Linked DNA regions of Danio rerio: region 1 is linked to region 2. Evidence: chromatin contacts called from public HiChIP or PLAC-seq data. All regions are on one chromosome and are shown on one strand. Each heading gives the region's core, a stretch centred on a gene start, on an enhancer-like site or on the middle of the called end of the contact. The rest is flanking DNA. Distances are from core to core; before and after follow the strand shown. Region 1 holds the start of cyp2x8 (cytochrome P450, family 2, subfamily X, polypeptide 8). Region 2 holds the start of kdm7ab (lysine (K)-specific demethylase 7Ab).

Region 1 (2,826 bases), core at 251-2,750, 160 kb before region 2:
AAAAGAATTGTAATGTATCATGAAAAAAGGCCTTGAATAAAAGCTTAGCTGATAAGTGTGCATGCATGGTATGGTTTTTTTTTGTGCTATCACAAACTGAAGAAAACTGAAAATAAAGTCTTCATTGTTGCATGATCCATCTGAAATAATTCTAATATGATTATTTAGAAATATTCCTCTGAGATTTTGGTCCATATTGACATGATAGCATCACGCAGTTGCTGCAGATTTGTCGACTGCACATTCATGATGCAAATCTCCCATTCCAACACATCCCAAGGTGCTCTATTGAATTGAGATCTGGTGACTGTAGAGGCCATTTCAGTTCAGTGAACTCATTTTCATGTTCAAGAAACTAGTCTGATATGATTCACGCTTTATGACATGGTGCGTTATCCTGCTGGAAGTAGCCATCAGAAGATGAGTACACTGTGGTCATAAAGGGATGGACATGGTCAGCAACATACTCTGGTAGGCTGTGTCACTATGCCAAGAACTTAATAAAGTGGCCAGTGAGTGTTGTTTTTGATACATTTAATTCATCCTTCCTGAGCATTTATTTCTCACTATGCTTAGGCTTATTAACCAATTTATAAGGCATCACCACAGTAGAATGAACCACCAGTTATTATAAATACATGTTTTACCAGCGGATGGCCTTCCTGCTGCAACCTAACACTGCGTACAACCCACAGACATGCGCAAACACACATTCATTCACTATGGTTTATCCAATTCACCTGTACTGCATGTCTCTGGACTAATGTGCGAACATGGGGAGAACATGCAAACTCCACACAGAAAGGCCTCCAGCTTGAGCCAGGACTCAAACCAGAGACCTTTTTTTTATGGTGAGCCAACAGTGCTAATTGCTGAGCCACCATGCAATGAGAATAATTAATAAACATTATTTTTGTTTTAAAAAACCTGCTAGCTATAAAACCCCTAAAAATTCATTCATTCATTATTTTTCTTGTCAGCTTAGTCCTTTTATTAATCTGGGGTTGCCACAGCGGAATGAACCACCAACTTATTCAGCACATTTTTATGCAGCGGATGCCCTTACAGCTGCAACCCATCTCTGGGAAACATCCACACACACATTCATACACTACAGACAATTTAGCCTACCCAATTCACCTGTACTGCATGTCTTTGGACTGTGGGGGGAACCGGAGCACCCGGAGGAAACCCACGCAAACACAGGGAGAACATGCAAACTCCACACAGAAACGAGTCGAGGATCAAACCAGCGACTATGACATATGGCATATGGCACAGCTTCTTCTATACTGAATGGATTTGTGTTTAATTATACAAACCAGCAAAATACAGGTGAAAAAAAAAGTTTTGAACTTTTGAGTAGATTGTTTGTTCCAGTCGCTTTATCTTTCTTGGAAAATGGCCAATGTTGTTCAGCAAGCAGATAGCAATGTACCAAGAGACTGGGAGGTAATAGGTTTACAAGCTTGCTTTGCTTGAGTGAAACAGAGGGACCGCAGCTGGACATTAGTAAGCATGTTGGGTTCCTCGGTTCTTGTTTTAATATGCATCCTGCTCGTCTTCCTCCTCATCCGGATCCAGAGGCCAAAAAATTTTCCTCCAGGACCTTCTCCTCTTCCAATATTTGGAAATCTGCTTCACTTCAACCTCGCAAATCCTTTGAAGGAGTTTGAAAGAGTATGGCTTTCTTCTTTTTATCTTGAGTTCCAACATTTCTTCTTGATTGTAAACCAATTTTCCACTTTAAGTTTGCAGAAAAATATGGGAACATTTTCAGCCTGTACACTGGATCGAGGCCAGCAGTTTTTCTGAACAGTTTTGCGGTTATTAAGGAAGCTCTGGTTACCAAAGCTCAAGACTTTTCAGGTCGACCTCAAGACTTCATGATCAGTCATCTCACAGAGTGTAAAGGTAATTCCTAAAAAAAGCTGTCTTAGATAGTAAAATGGAAATTCACAATCTAATGAGTGTAATATTCCTTTTATAAGTAGCAAGTAGTAAGTAGTTGTTTGGGTGACTTGCATTTTAGAAATAGAAACAAATGGGGTTTTTACAGTCACTAGGGTTAACGCAGGATTAACTGTTACATTAACCATGTCATTTCTAAATACATTTTGAATTATGATTATGAATGAATGACTCATGACATGTCGCCATCTGCTGGTGTGAAGAAAAAAAGTTTCCCTTGTCCATTCTATAAATTGGCCAAACTAGGTCAAAATAAACTTGTTGTGCTATGTGCCCCCATTGTTCAAAACAGCATGCCAAAGCAAACTGAACTCTTTGGAAAAGTTCGCCTTGGCTGGTAAACACCTTCCAAATGTTAGGTTAGTGGTAGTTATCTAATAAGTAGGAGTGACTCTAAAGCTCCGCCTTTTTTGACATGTACATCGGGTTACTTTTTTCAGTCCACGAAGTGCAGACATCTGTGAGTAAAAACTACAAGACAGAAGTTGAAAATAACAGAGGCTGAACGTGTTATTCAATTTGCAACATTTAGAGCAGTGTTCCCAACCATGTTTCTGGAGGACCACAAACACATGTTTGGGATGTCTCCTTTGTCTGTCACACCAATTAGTCTTTCAAGTCTCTGCTAATGAGCTGATGCTCTGAATCAGATGTGTTTGGTTAAGGAGATATGAAAAATGTGCAGAGCTGATGGTCCTACAGGAGCAGGGTTGACAAACATTGCTTTAGGATCATTGAAAAATCCTCACCACCCATCAGGGGCGGACTAGCTATCTGGCAAATGCCAGAAGGGCCGGACCAGTTTTTAAATGTGGACCGGTCAGTTTTTTATTTTTATTTTTTTATTTCTTAATA
Region 2 (2,700 bases), core at 136-2,635:
ATCAGATGACATTAGTCAGAAAACAGAGGTGATAATGTCGGGTTGCTTGTATGTCTTTTTTTTTTACTCTAAAAGTGCCAGAAGCTGTTTTTTTTATTGTAAAGGACCAGTGTCAGTTTAAATTATCTCTGATGTTCTACTAAATAAATAAAAGAGTCACCTACATCCAGGGGTGGATTTAATAATTTTGGGGCCCAAGCAATTCCATCAATGGGGCCCCGAAAGTATTAAAATGCAAAATAATAATAAAGCATCATGTAAAACTTTTGAAACTATTTGTTTTCTTAAAATGAATTCACATCACAACTAAATTTTTTTTTTAACTAAATATGTACTGAATTGACTGCTGGACTCGTCCATGATTGAAGGTGGGGGACACATTTGCACAGATGTAATAATTAAGTTAAGTTAATCAAGTTAAAACCCTTACTGTTCATAATATAATAGAATCAATGCTACATATAAGTTATAGATATCATTTATACTTCTAGGCATTTATTTCTGGACCCCCAGAGTTTCTGAGGCCCTAAGCGGCTGCTTATCTTACTTATTGGTTAAATTCACCCGTGCCTACAGCTTGAATAGCCAGAAGTTGATTAACTAAACAGCAAATTTCCATTTTTGAGTGAACAATCCCTTTAACGAAGATGAAAGCAACTGTGCACAAGCTCCATACTTCGGCACCAAATCGATCACGGCTTAGTTTAAGTTTAAAAATCATAGGCGATACAATTTTAACACTTTTAGCTTCTTATCCCAGGATTTTAATATTTAGCTTTACGACAAGTACAGAGCGTTAACTCAAATTTTAAATGCCCATTATAAATCTTCACTTGACGTCTCACGTGCACAACAACAACCAAGTCAAAGCAGAGATATTTACTGACCTCTGACATAAAACCACACAAGGGGTTAATGTCAGCTGATGCCCTGCAACTCCTAGCCACAAAGCTACCGAGAAACCCTGCGTGAACCCGTTTACACTGAACTGTCGGAGAAGCAATGAAAAAACACACTTAATATCACTACAAAACAATAACAAAGCCATTTGGGATCGAATTAGCAAACAGGCAAAGCTAGCATGTGTGTTAGGAAATTACTAATAAACGTTTATCAACGCTTGGAAATGTTGACAAAGCAGCGCGTGAAATCGCCTCGGTGCGAGCGAGAGACCGAGACCAGCGGACGGCGAATTTCTGACACCCAAAATGCCACACACGGGCGTTTTTGTTTGCCTTCCCTCACATCATACGGCGGAGAAAACGCTAGATTTCTTACCTGCCGTGAAACCAGTCCTTACAAATGTCGCATTCTATCATAAACCGGCTCACGTCGTACGGCTGCCGGCAGACGCAGTACAGCTGGGCCGTCGCCATCTTCGGACTGTCCCCAAACAACGCAGGCAGCCTGAGCTCGGGCTGGGCGGGGATTCCGTCTAATTATGCGGAAACAACACAGAGGGGAACGCGAGGGGCGGGGCGAGGAGAGCATGTCGTGACGCCATGCATCAACACGGAGCGAGAGGCACGTCATCGTTACGCAATGAGACGATAATGTGGCAATAATAATAATAAAAAAGAGTGAATGTGTGTTTCAGTCAAAGAAAAGAATCAGTCCTTGGGAAAAATATATCTGGAATTCATTAATAGATAAAATAAAGCTAATTGGGAAAAGGTTAGCCTAACTTTATTAGTTGTGTTTTTCTAACAAAGTAAAAGAATTGCATTTAAATGCATTTTAAAAATGACCAATCATCAATTGTGTCAATCAAATATATGCCGTGAAAAGTAACCTGAGTATCATTTCACTGTTGCGACCCCTGATAGAGCATGGAATAAGCGGAAGGAATAGAAATGTTGCCCAATTTGCACCCCTCACTGTAAAAAAAAATCTTGCCTACTTTGTTTAGTTGAATCAAATGAACTATTCTAGTCATCTCAACTTACATCAATCATAATGACTAAATATATAAAAAACATGATTAGCAGGCGACACAGTGGTGCAGTAGGTGCTGTCGCCTCACAGCAAGAAAGTGACTTGGCTGGGTCAGTTGGCATTTCTGTGTGGAGTTTGCATGTTTTCCCTTTGTTTGCGTGGGTTTCCTCCGGGTGCTCCGGTTTCCCCCACAGTTTAAAGACATGTGGTATAGGTTAATTGGGTAGGCTAAATTGTCCATAGTGTATGAGTGTGAATGAGTGTGTGGATGTTTCCCAGAGATGGGTTGCGGCTGGAAGGGCATCTGCTGCGTAAAACGTGCTAGATAAGTTGGTGGTTCATTCCGAATTTTCTACAAAATGTTTACAACAAACAATTGTAAAAACTAAAAATGTATAATTAACCTTTTGAGTAATAATATCTAACGTTTTCTTTTTTTAAATGCAAATTTTTTTATTTTTTTATTTATTTTTTTATTTACTGTTGTACTCATAATCTCTTCTAATGTTATGTTTAACTTTTAAAATGTACTGTTTAAATGTGCAACAATACAGTGCTCAGTATAACTGAGTACAGCCCACTTTGAAAATTATTTTTTCCGCTTTTCTTAGTGAATATAGAAAATATATATTGGTGCATTTGAACAAAACAGATTTATTAAACAGGTATATTTAATAAAATAATATTTTAGTCAAAGAACATCTCTAGAAATGGAAAGATAATACATTTAAATTCATGCAAAATATTGTAAAAAAAAATTACAAA

Evidence for each region. HiChIP or PLAC-seq counts read pairs in DNA pulled down with a chosen protein or histone mark.
Region 1: a contact with region 2 is called in an H3K4me3 HiChIP or PLAC-seq map of embryo, with 2.0 times the contacts expected there. The contact joins the promoter of cyp2x8 here to the promoter of kdm7ab in region 2.

The regions. Positions count from the first base shown.
Region 1 is chr25:18,349,030-18,351,855 of GRCz12tu, reverse strand. It overlaps cyp2x8 (cytochrome P450, family 2, subfamily X, polypeptide 8), which reads left to right and starts at 1,500. Exons shown (of 8, transcript NM_001002187.1): 1 at 1,500-1,680; 2 at 1,752-1,914. The coding sequence starts at 1,519. cyp2x9 (cytochrome P450, family 2, subfamily X, polypeptide 9) reads left to right here. Exons shown (of 9, transcript NM_001077453.1): 9 at 1-60.
Region 2 is chr25:18,186,510-18,189,209 of GRCz12tu, reverse strand. It overlaps kdm7ab (lysine (K)-specific demethylase 7Ab), which reads right to left and starts at 1,385. Exons shown (of 22, transcript NM_001202419.1): 1 at 1,279-1,385. The coding sequence starts at 1,376.